Linked DNA regions of Mus musculus: region 1 is linked to region 2. The links are chromatin contacts, called in public Hi-C maps. All regions are on one chromosome and are shown on one strand. Each heading gives the region's core, a stretch centred on a gene start, on an enhancer-like site or on the middle of the called end of the contact. The rest is flanking DNA. Distances are from core to core; before and after follow the strand shown.

Region 1 (6,200 bases), core at 3,660-6,159, 89 kb after region 2:
CTTGGGCTGAGGCGGGTTCCTCTCGGCTCCTTTTCTAAAGATCACAAAACAGGGATTTCCTGGTATTCAGTTTGCTTTCTCCCCATATTTTTCTTTTCTTCTTTTTTTTTAAAGTCCTTTTCTCTGTAAGGATATGTAAAGCAACTCTAAATTGGGATTGCCTCCATGAAGGCCAGGATGGGCAGGAGGGGACTTTTATCTTCACCCCCTTCGGCCCAATTAAAATCATGCTAAAGTTCTTTATATATAACTTAAAATAATTTTTCTAACTACAAGGAGTATTTGTTTGCATTGTTGGCAAATGCGATTTGTTAATATATAGAAAAGAAAACAGTGACAAGCTAACTGTCGTTCTCATTGTTCAAGTATGTACCTAGTGTGTCAAGTCCCTCTAGCTAGGAACGCTGCAGGCTCGTGGATGGCGACAAGAAAAGGAATGTACCTGAGTTGGAGAAATGGTATCTTGGGGTCTAGGAGCCCTGATGTCTTCTCAAGCAATCCTCCTCGACACCCCACCCCACCCCCAAATTCCTGACGGCCATCTTTTTACCTGAGATTCAGTGTTAATGCTGGTCTGTTTGCTTTTAGCTTCTAAATTATTTTTTTTAATTTGTTTTTTGATACTGAGTTTCTTAAAGTCCAGGGTGGTTTTGAACTCCTGATCCTCCTGCCTTTCTCGTGACTGCCTGAGCCTCTTGAAAGCTGGACAAGCACTGGATAGCCTGAGCCCCAAGCTTCCCAAATTTGGCTGTTGTCTGCTCTCCTATTCTGTTAGCCTGGGGAAATCTTGCTTGTTTTGATTCCTATTCATAGATAGACTCTTACAGGATTTCCCAAGTGGATAAAGGTGTGTGTGTTCAACTTGGCATCTTTAACTAGGAGTTGCCCACAAATGGCTTGAAATAGTTAACAGTATTTTAATGACTACATAGTCTTTGTTGCAGGTTAAGTTGGCCATGGTTTATTTGATCTCACTTAACAGGTATGTTTCTGTCTATATTATTTATATTGCAAAGATAAAATACTTAAAATAGACTTGGTCTTAAAAATGTGGGCAAGTTATAGATTCTTGGCAGGTACATCTACATATTGGAAGGATGTCTGTTTCTGTGTCCTGGGGTTAGAGGAGTGCCCCTCCCTATCATTCTGTGCTCCACTGTCTAAGACTGTTCTTCCTTGAGAAATGGGCTTCCATCCTGTTTGACTCTTCTCTCTGGCTTTTGCTCTCTACACAGTTCCTCTGGTCCTTGGGGAATCATGTGCTTGCTCTGTGCTCAGCTAGCTCCTCGCTCACCTAACCGGGATCAGAAGCATTAGAATGTACTAGAAACATCATCATTCGGGGCTCTTTTCCAATCCTAGTTTGCATTTTGCCTAAATTTCCATTTTGGATCTTCCGTGTGGGAACCTTCAGAATATGGGGCTTTTTTTTTTTCTCCTAAGATTTTAATTCTATTTTTGTGTCTAGTGCTCTGCCTGTATGTATGTTTGTATACCAAGTACCTAAACAGAGGCCAGAAGATGGTGTTGAATTCTCTGGACTGGAGCTACAGATGGGTGTGGGTGCTAGGAATTGAACCTGGGTCTTCTGGAGGAGCAGCCAGTGCTCTTAGCCACTGAGCCATTTAGCCCAAGATGCTAGGCTTTGTGGTTGAGCCTAGTTAACTTTAAAGTTCCTAAGCCATGGTATTTTCTCTATTCGTCAGCTTTTTCAATTGAACGAAGATTTGTGCCTTAGCCTTATTCGTCTGTATCTTAGAATCTCTGAAGCAACTGTGTGATTAAATCCAACTGTGATTTTGTTGGTCTACTCTGAGTAGGGAGAGAACTTGACAAATTAAAGAATGAGTCAAGTATTAGCTAGTTTTGTAGGTAAAATGCTCCTATGTGTAACAGGCTCAATTTTCACTGTCTCAATGTACTGGCTTGAATGTGTTTGGGACCAGGGGAGAGGTCCTGAGCCAGAGCACATCCCCCTTTGACTGCCTTCTTTTAGGTCCAAGGGAAGAATCTTAGAATATTCCTAATCACTAACCAAAAATAAAGGTCTGAGAGTATCCCACGGGGTTCAGAACCCCTTGGCTCCTAATTTCACTTCTTTCTTTTCATTGCTAACTTGACTGGGTTCTAATCACTGAGGAAACACACTTCTGGAGCTGTCTGGGAAGCTAAGTCTAGAGAAATTACTAAGGACGAAAGGCCTATCCAGCTACAGGTGACTTGTCCCATAGTTGGACTGAATAAAAATGAAGAATGAGCGAAACATTAGCATTTGTCTTTCTCTGCTTCCTGACCTTGGAAGCAGTGTGATCAGCTACCTCAGGGCTCCAGCTTGCGTCATGATGTCTCCATATTGCCCTGTCTTCCTGCCATGATGGACTCTATCACCTCTTAAGCCAAGAGTCAAAACAAACACTTCCCTCTCCTCTCCTCCCCTCTCTTCCCCTTCCCTCCCCAAGTTGTTCTGTCAAATTTTTGTCATGGCAACAAGTAAAGTAATGAACATAGCATCTCTGCCAATAAAGAAGCACCCCCAGCACTGCCCGCCCAGGGCCAGGGTCTACCAAACCCTGCAGGAGTTTTAGTTTCCATGACATGACAAAGGGAAGAAGATGGGGTGATAGTCTCCTTGACCTTTGCTCTATTCCTTGTCCTTGCTGTATCTGCTCTGTTTCATCGTTTTTGTTTTGTTTTGTTTGATTATTTGTTTGTTTGTTTGTTTGTTTGTTTGTTGAGACGGGGTTTCTCTGTGTAGCCCTGGCTGTCCTGTAACTCACTCTGTAGACCAGGCTGGCCTTGAACTCAGAAATCTGCCTGCCTCTCCCTCCCAAGTGCTGAGATTAATTTTATCTTTGGCCCTGTGCCAGTGTGTCTGTTTCTATTGTTCTCTCCCCCTTTTTCTTCTTTTTTATTTTCACGTTTCTCTTTGTTCTTTCTTTACCACTTCTAATAGCACTGATTAGGTAATATTTCAACCACTGAATACCCATCCTCTGCTGCTCGGTTTGATGCATTCAACTATTTTCTGTTTCCAATTCTAGAGGTTACTAGGTTTCGGTTGGCTTTGTTTCCTTCTTTTTTTTTTTTTAGTAGAAATTACTTTTGAATCACTTGTTTCATGGCTCAGCTTCTGTCCTCCATGGTCAGTACATCTGTGGCAGGGCTTCTTCACGTGCAAACGCACTCATTGCCAGCTCCTCTAAAGTGCTTTCAAGACCCTGATGGCAACTTCTACCCGTTGCTTTCTCACTTTTATATGTATATTTTTATGTTTTCTTATTTTCATGTTTCCCTGTATATAAGTCCATGTACCGTGTGCATGTCTGGTGTCCACGAAGACCAGAAGAATGTGTTAGACCCCCTGGAACTGGAGTTACAGGCAGTTGCGAGTCACCATGTAGGTCTGGGAATTGAATCTGGCTCCTCTAGTAGTGGAACCTTGCTAAGCCATCTCTCCAGCCTCCATTAGATACCCATTCCAATGCATCCACGATTTCAATGCATCCACGTACCGTTCTTCTTGGTCACTTAAAAAGTGTTATTAGTAGTATTGGAAATAAGACAGATTTCAAATATAGATGATGAAAATACCAGCCAGGATTCCTCTCACAACTGACGATCAGTCACCTGGCTGAGCAGCAACCTTCTTAACCCTCCATTCTGTTTTCTGTTTGCTGTGAGGAATGGACTCACTAGTAGCCCAAGCTAATCTCAAACTGTAGGTACACCCCTTCCTCAGAGTGCTGGGATTTATACATATGTACCACACTACACCAGACCACATCCCCCCACCTCCCATCCTCCCTACCCTCCCACGCACCCATCTCTGCCGCCCCACCCCCACCCCTACATCCCTACCCCTGACCCTCCTCACCACCACCCTACTCTGTCTTTCCTTATCCATATTGAGAGAAACAAAGATCTTAGCTTAATAAAAACAAGCACTGAAGACTAGGAGCAGCCAAATGAGGCAGTTTGTTTTGCAACATTACACAGTGAGGCATCAGCCCAGGGCAGGTGGGCTGTCAGCAGAGAATAGATTTTATAACTAACACAGCAAGCCCCTCCTCCTTACCTTTGTGGCCCAGTGTGACAGTCTTACAAACCATCTAAGTGTTTCCTTCTGCCTCTTAGGGCCATCTTTTATTTCGTTGTTGCAACAAAGATCACATGTGTTCATCTCTACATTTTACATCCTGTTTATTTTAAAACTTAACCTTGTCATAGCTCAAGGTCACTTTGTTTTCTAGACTTTTAGGTGTTAGGGTAGTTCAGCAAGACCCCAATGTTTCCTGTTCATCTGCAGCTGGACCAATGAAGACCCAAGACACCTCCATTTTGAAAATGAACCATCAGATTTTGTCTCTTATACATCTCTAATAGACTGTATTTCTCATTACTTAGTTTCAGGTTGTTCTCTCTTCCGGTGCTGTGATCATTGTAACCCTGCTCCTCAGAGCAGTGCCTGGGTACTGCAGGGTTAGTCCACAATAGGCAGTCACAAGTCATTGAGTGGAGCTGTTTAATCTCCACCATGGTTTCAGTCATCAACCCCATTTTAAAGATGAGAAAATAGAGGCACAGGACAGTTGAGTGCTTGTAGCAGCAGGCCAATTTGTAGGTGAAGGATCATGCAGCCTCGCCCCAGCACTCTTCCTCCAGAGTGCTTAGCAAGAGTGCCCAGTCTCTGATGTTCGCTTATTTTCTAAGCAAAATAGAATTTTTTAAAGAAACAAAAAAGCTGTTAAAAAACAAACAAACAAAAACAAACAAACAAACAAAAACCCATATGAGGCCCCCTTTATCCTTTCCCATTTCTGCTCTCTGCAGCTTCCCTCACAGATATTGCCTGGAGCTGGTGTGTCCCCTTCCCGCCTTTGCCTGTCTGGCTTGCTATCTGGAACTGCCTTCTGTGGCTGCTGAGCCAGAGGAGTGCCTGGGCTCACACAAAGCTCCCAGATCCACCCAAGGCGAGTATCAACTCTCATTACTTTCACTTTCCTGGTGTTGGAGTGATTTTTTTCCCCTCTCTTTTCTACTTACAGACACTCATTTTTCTAGCTGAAAATAGAAAGCCTTATCAGATTGGAATAACAGTCCTTTTTGCTGTAGTTTTTTCCCCCAAAGACTGGATGAATTTGGGCTTCGTCAGAAAGCCATCTGCTGTGTACGCACAGACCTATTCCGAGCCAGAAAAAGAAAATGAGGGAGGAGAAAACCCTGGCTTCTCATCTTAATTCAAAGAGCCGTCGTCTGTCAACTCCCACTCCTCAAAAGGAAGCTGACCACTGCCCTCACCTGTCACTGGGGACCTAGGATCGGGGAGGTCTCATTGAGCACAATGGCCTTGCAGCCAACAAAGAAAAGACTCTGCCTGAAGAAGGAATCGAGCCAGTGTTCCACAGAACATACATGGTTTGTGGCCAGCTGCCTATTTCCTCCAGACCACACCCTCTCCTGGTCATCATTAACTGCTTGTCATTCCTGCCATGTTAGACTTGCCAGTCTCAGGCCCGGACTATGTCAGAAAGGCTTTTAGGTTTTCTAGAGGCTACCTCATTCTCTTATTGAGTAGCCTTGCCACCAAGGAAGCACTCACTTTTGTTCCTATAGACAGGCAATGGACGCGAGGGAGCACTGTGTTCAGTGTTGTGATGAGCACTCACATTTGCTGCTGTATACAATCAGAGGGAGCACTCACAATTCACTAAGTAGATGAATGGAGGGACCATGCATATTCATTTCTGTAGATACAAGCAGGAGGAGGACTGAAATTCACTGCTGTTGGCAAGAAGAGGGAGCACTAATAGTCACTTCAATAGATGAATAGAGGGAGCACTACTCACTTTCACTGCTGCAAATAAACAGGTCCTCCACTAGGGACAGACTCAGGGTCCTGAAGAAAACTTTTATCTCTACCTTTCTCAGGCCAGCATGGCAAATATTAAAGCCAAGCGGTGTCATAGTCTTAAGAATACTCAATACTTTTGGCTCAGCGGTTAAAAGTACCAGCTGCTATTCCAGAGAACTGATGTTCAATTTTCAGCACCCATGTTTCAGCTAAAAACTGCTGGTAACTCCAGTTTCAGGGAATTCAATGTCCTTTTCTGGCCTCCACAGACAATAGGTAAGTATATGATGCCGAGCCATACATGCAAGCAGAACACTCATACACGTAAAAAAATTTTTTTGTTAAAAAT
Region 2 (5,894 bases), core at 839-3,338:
CTTTCTTACACATACTCATACCTACATCTTTGTCCGCACATACATACCTTCGAAAGGTATGTGGGTACGGAACTGTGACCAGAGAGAAGCCACAGCAACGATGCCATTACTCATGTCGTTCCAGCAATGTAAGAGGTGAACTCCCTCCGTGACCATTTCATTTTGTTTCCCGTTTCTACCATTCTTTCTCTCAGGTTCAGGGCTATAGGTGGTCCACAGCGGCTTTTGTGAGCCTCTGTGGAAAGACTGTCTGTGAGACTCTAAACCCCTAAGGAACTCTGCAGGTGCCTGGATTCCAGGAAAACAGGAGGCACTATTGCATTTTCCCAAGGAAGTTTACGTAGTCTGCCAGACCCCAGGACAGGCAGGTACACTTCAACTACAGGTGCCCTCTTCTCATACCCCTTACATCCTTCCTGAAATTCAGGGCCCCTCCTACCTCTCTCCAGGAATCAGAGACGGCCTGGCTGATGGCCTGTGCTGTAGACTATCTCAGCTATGTGGAGTAAAATCTCCCTCTTCCTTTGGGACCTATAAAACGGGATCTCCACTCCACCTGGGAGAGCCAGACCTTTCTCCAGAGCCCCCGCCCCCTCTCTGCATGCTGCAGGGCAATCTGCTTAGTGTCCTCTTGAACCCCAGACTTAGAACCACTCAATTTCTTCTCTTGAGGAGGAACGGAGAGCCAAGAGGATCCTAAGTAGGGGAGACACACTCTTACACCATCTCTGTGGCAAATGTCCTTCCTAGCTTGAAGAAAAAGACCAGTATTGTGACCCTAAGAAAGCCAACACATGAACTAGAGATGGTACATGCTTGTCATGTAGGATGTAGGTAGAAAAAACCCAACTGTTTCCATCTGGTCCACTGGCTCTTGGTATCAAAAAAAAAAAAAAAACATGGCAACTACACAGAGAAAAGGATGCCAGCAACCGCACAGAAAGCTGTGCTTTTTAGAATGCAAGTGTGATGCATGACTACTCATTAACGACCCATCAAAACAAACCGTGAACAGGCCACTAAGTGCCACTTTGCTGGATTAACCCTGGGCTGGGCCCTATGTGCTGAGATTTCAAAGGTCCTTTGAAGTTAGAGCATTAAGAAATCACTTTCCAAGTCAGATCACCACCAATTCTAGATGTTTCCTAATGGCTGAGTGGAAGAAGAGCTGACTAATTCTTTAAATTTTAACCAGGAAGGAAAAGAAAAATAATGTTCTTTATGATGGGCACAATAACCACCATGCATCCCAGGACTGGGGAGGAAGCTCAGTGGAATGCTTGCCTAGCATTCATGAGGTCGTGGGTTCAGTCCCCAGCACTGCATAAACTGGCCACGGTGGTGCACACTTGTAATCCCAGCACTATAGTTTCACATAGGAAGGTCAGAAGTTCAAAGTCATTCTAGCCTATATATCTAGATCATCTCATAAAAACTGATGCTCGTGATAATGCCCAATAACCAATAAGAAAAAAATATGGAAGCAGATGGTACTTGCCAAGGGTGATTTTCCCCCCTTCTGGGGAGTTGATTCCTTTCACATGCTCATAACAGTTCTATTCCTTAATGTAGCCCTACATCTTAATAATCTCAATGTAAGGGTAATTTCTTTAAAATATTAAAGTTCGACTTGCCATTAAAGTGGCCATTATCATCCTTGATGCCATTAATATTACTTTATCGACCTTTCAGTCTAAGGAGTGTGGAGAAATTGGTCTTTGCTTCTTATTAGGATCTCTCAGGTTTGACTCAGGATCTAGGCTGTATAAGACCTGGAGGCTGCAGAGGGGACCAGGGAAGCTGCACTCTGCCCTGGGGCATCAGATTTGATGCCTACTGCAGCCTGGAAGTCGCTGGCTTTCTAGGTTTCAGAAAGAGGCACACATATCCAGTGCCTGGAGGGGCCTTCTTCACAGCATCATCACAGCTCTGAGGAGTTACAAACAAACACACAAGAATAAAGACATCAAAACACGGCACATCATTAAGGAGCATGGAATAGAAACACGGCTATTTTAGGTAGCCATAGCATTTGGTTGTGAACCTCAAGACTCTCCTGTGATCACATCTGCGTATATTTATAAACTTAGCATAGAAGCATGCGTCACAACTGATCTCTTGAAGTAGCAGAGGTTTCTGTGTGGGGGACGACTGTGGAATGTGACTGTGGGATTTAAAAGGGCAGGGGGGTGGGGGAAAGTAACTGTTCCAGCTGAGCGACTCTCCACAATGCGTTTTTGATGCAGTGACTAATTATTGTGATTATTTTCATCAGCAAAGACACCGGTAGAGCTAAACATATTTATTTTCTTTTTTTTTCCTCCTTGAAAAGTATAATATTTCAAGCTTTAGAGAAATTCCATATGTCTCCTCCCTATACTTAGGAAGTGTGCTCTCAGATGTTGTCACAAATGCTGAGCTACCTTGCTTCCCTTGTTCCTTCTGAGACAGTGTTCCTCTCTTCCAGTATCAGCTTGATAGAGCCAAGCCAAGCTTAATGAAAACACCCAGCCTCTGCCTTGCTAATATCCTCAGCTGACCTTCTGGGCTCCCTGTCACATAACTACATAGAGCTGGTTGCCAAATGTTAGAATTTAATCTAATGAGCACTCACAGTATTTTGATAGGGGGGAAAAGTAGTAAGTATAGAAAGTGTAAGTCTTTAAAGTTAGAGTTTTGTTCCCTGTAAAATTATTGGCCATAGTTTTAGAGGTTTATATTAAACATGCTCTCTTTAATGAATACTGAGCAGAAAAGGTACAGAAGAGAGCCAGGGTCCTGTTCCCACAGTTAGGAAGCTGAAAGATGAATGTGTTAGATCAAACAATACTAACTATCAAACAAGAACAAATCTTTAAACTTCTGATTCCCTACACGTCATGCACACGCACACGCATGCACACACACGCACACGTTCTTTGCACAACTGAGAATGATACACCAATTGAATCTGAAGTCAAATGAGCAGAGCTGGAAGCATATTGCTCAAGACGTGGCCTGTAAGGAACAGTCCAGCTTTTAATAGTGAGTCATCCTCACTGCCATGGAAACAGAAACCGACAGAAGCCCAGTGAGTCTGTCCCCTTCTCGTCCCTAAATTCTTATGAAGAATAAATGCCTTAGCCTGTATGCATTCTTGAATTCATATTATTATTGAGCACACTTCCATTTTTTTTAATTCATCACATAATCGTCCTTTATTTGCTCAGACAATTATGTGGTTAATTTGATTTTTCAGTCTTTGAACAAACTTTTTGGTAATTTAAATGCCTAATGAGTGGAAGACATCAGACCACCCTCCCTTCCACATGAGTAAAGTCCATCCAAGAATGATCATGCGTGAAAAATCAAACTATATTTCATTTTCTAGAGCTGACTTAAGTAAATGTAACCACTATACATTCACCTAACAACATTAAAATTCAGAATCCCAGAATTAGGACATCACAACAGTGAAAAAAAAATCAGTAACTGAAGAATACTCATTTTTAAAATTTAGTGTGAGGGGGAGATTTTGTGTGGGTGTGGGGGGCATGCCATGACCCATTGTCTAGAGATTAGAGGACAACTTTGTGGAGTTGGTTTTCTCCTTCCATCTTCTTGTAGGTTCTGGGGATTGAACTTGGGCCAGCTTTGAGCAGCAACTACCTTTAGCCACCAAGCCAATTATCCTTCTTTTGATGTGTGTGTGTGTGTGACAGTAAAAACATATGAAACTAGATGGAAAATTTTAGCTACAAATTTCAGAAAGCTTGTTTTAATGGGGCAGTGAGACCTGCTGATATCTCAGTGGAGACTATAAATGTCAACATATCTCATGCTTTCTTCATTCATAATGGCTTCCCTTCCACTCAGACTATGGCTATTTATTACACAACAAACTAGTATTTAAATGTCTTTGGTCTTACCAAGAGCACTAATGAAGATCTACCATTATGAGTTTTTCTTTCAAGCACTTTTGGAAACAACCCAAAATTAGACTTTTCACCTTTGATTGCAGAGAATGGCTTAACAAAATAGTAATTGTGGAACTTACTCATATTTATTGTATTTTTCTTAAAGATAGCCGGAATAGATTTCATATTTCATCATAGCGTCATAATGCAGCAGAGTGAACTTAGACATAAGCCACTCCTTGCTCCAGCGCAATCACTAAATAACCTTATACATGGGGAATCCTCCGTAAATGACCTTTTCTGATTTAAAGCTTTACTCAGACGACCTGCTACAACTTAAACAGGAAACAGCCAGACTCAGACGACCTGCATAATCTTAAACAGGAAGCAGCTTTGGGGCCTGCAAACTGCTCATCCTCCTTGGCAAATGGCTTTTGTTCTCTTGATCCTAGTGTGGCTGTTATGTCCACTGAGTCTCTATTTTTTAAATAGATATAATTTGCATACCATAACAATCCATTCATTTAAAACACATCTTCCAGGGGTTTTCAGTGAATCATCACTATTGTCTAATTCCATTGTGCTCAAGTAAAATCTATCTATTAGAGTATGTGGACATTTGGGACTATCTCCATTCGTTGGCTATTAAGGATACTGCTGCTGTGTTTGGGTTTGAGCTTTTATATAGAAATATGTTTTCCAGTTACTTGGGTATAGCTAGGACTTGCCCAGCTGTATAGTGACTTTTTTGTTTTGTTTTGTTTTTTGTTTTTTTGAGGAATTGACAAACTTGTACAAAGAAGCTATACCATGGGCTGGTGAGATGGCTCAGCAAGGGTGTTTGACAGGAACACTGACAACTTGGGTTTGATCCCCAGGTTCCATATGGTGGAAAGAGAGCTGATTGCAAGGTGTTCTCTGACTTCTACACACACCACCACCACCAAACAAACAAATAAAATAAGTAAACAAATACATGTATGTGAGGGAATCGGAAGAATGTAAGATAGTTTGAAGTGCTGTATGCATTATCACTCTCTAGACTTTCTACTATAATCATGAACTCACATCAGTTGTTGTGACTGGTCCTGCGCCAACACAAGAGCAGCCCCATCAACAGCCTTCTAGAAAAGTGGATGGTCCTCATGGGCCTACTCTTCACCTCCTAACTATTGTCTATCAATAAATTATGGGAGAAGGGAAATCACTGTTTTTAGTTGCATGCTAACTGCTGATTCCACCAGGCTCCTACAGATACCTTCAAAGCCACAATCACATAGATGACCCAGGTTAATATTGGCGGGTCACAAAATAAAATAGACATGAAATGTCCAAGAAAGATTCACAGGGAGGATATTTGTGGACAGGGTAGTAGGGAAGGAATCAGTATACAAAGGGTACACATATTAAAGTGTAAAAAAGTAACAATTAAATGCATAAATGTAATTTTAAAAAGGAAAGAGAGAAACAAAAGAAAGAAAGAAAGAAACAAGCAAACAAAACAAAACAAAGAAGCTACATCATGTCTTAATCCCACCAGCAGTGGATGAGGCTCCCATGAGCCTATTTTTTGGTTCAACAATATTTTCTCAAAAGCTTCCCCCATGCCTCTAGAGCCTTCTCTCATCTCACTGGCCAGATCTGGGTCACATGGCCTCTGTAACACCAAGCGAGTTTGGGAAAGTGAATAGGCCAAGTTTAAATGTCTGGTGTAGAAGGAAAATGAGGTTTGGCTTTTGTCTCCTGAGGGAATAGCATCTTTTCTGATGGAAGACTCCTCCTCAAATTCATATTACATGGAGTGGCAGATACACTGTCGTCCAATTGGCTCTGGAAGCTGAGACTAGAAGATTTCTGGAGAGTCCAACCTGAGCAACGCAGTGAGACCTTATCTGAAACATGGAAAAAAACAAAACAAAAAAAAAAACAAAAACAACCAAAGCTAATGGGGATGTGTTCTGGCTTATCACTATGGAAATTAGTATGTTGGTTCTTTGA

What was found. A called contact is a pair of places that touch in the nucleus more often than the background predicts.
Region 1: a Hi-C map of cortical neurons shows a contact between it and region 2. The contact joins two enhancer-like sites. A contact is called at or near these places in 1 of 15 datasets of contacts at CTCF or cohesin (the NIH/3T3 cell line), 9 of 484 Hi-C or Micro-C datasets (bone marrow-derived macrophages, cortical neurons, cranial neural crest and 5 more) and 2 of 115 datasets of contacts at active chromatin or transcription factors (embryonic stem cells and heart atrium).

The regions. Positions count from the first base shown.
Region 1 is chr3:104,378,837-104,385,036 of GRCm38.p6, forward strand. No RefSeq gene overlaps it. Among named protein-coding and RNA genes, the nearest start is that of Gm5546, 22 kb to the left of the region's middle. Within about 2 kb of position 4,910, at least 59 of the 459 cell types and tissues checked have an H3K27ac peak or open chromatin away from gene starts, as enhancers often do. A contact at or near this core is called in the NIH/3T3 cell line, cortical neurons, heart atrium and 1 more, where this site is marked.
Region 2 is chr3:104,293,048-104,298,941 of GRCm38.p6, forward strand. No RefSeq gene overlaps it. Among named protein-coding and RNA genes, the nearest start is that of Gm5546, 64 kb to the right of the region's middle. Within about 2 kb of position 2,089, at least 75 of the 459 cell types and tissues checked have an H3K27ac peak or open chromatin away from gene starts, as enhancers often do. A contact at or near this core is called in the NIH/3T3 cell line, cortical neurons, heart atrium and 1 more, where this site is marked.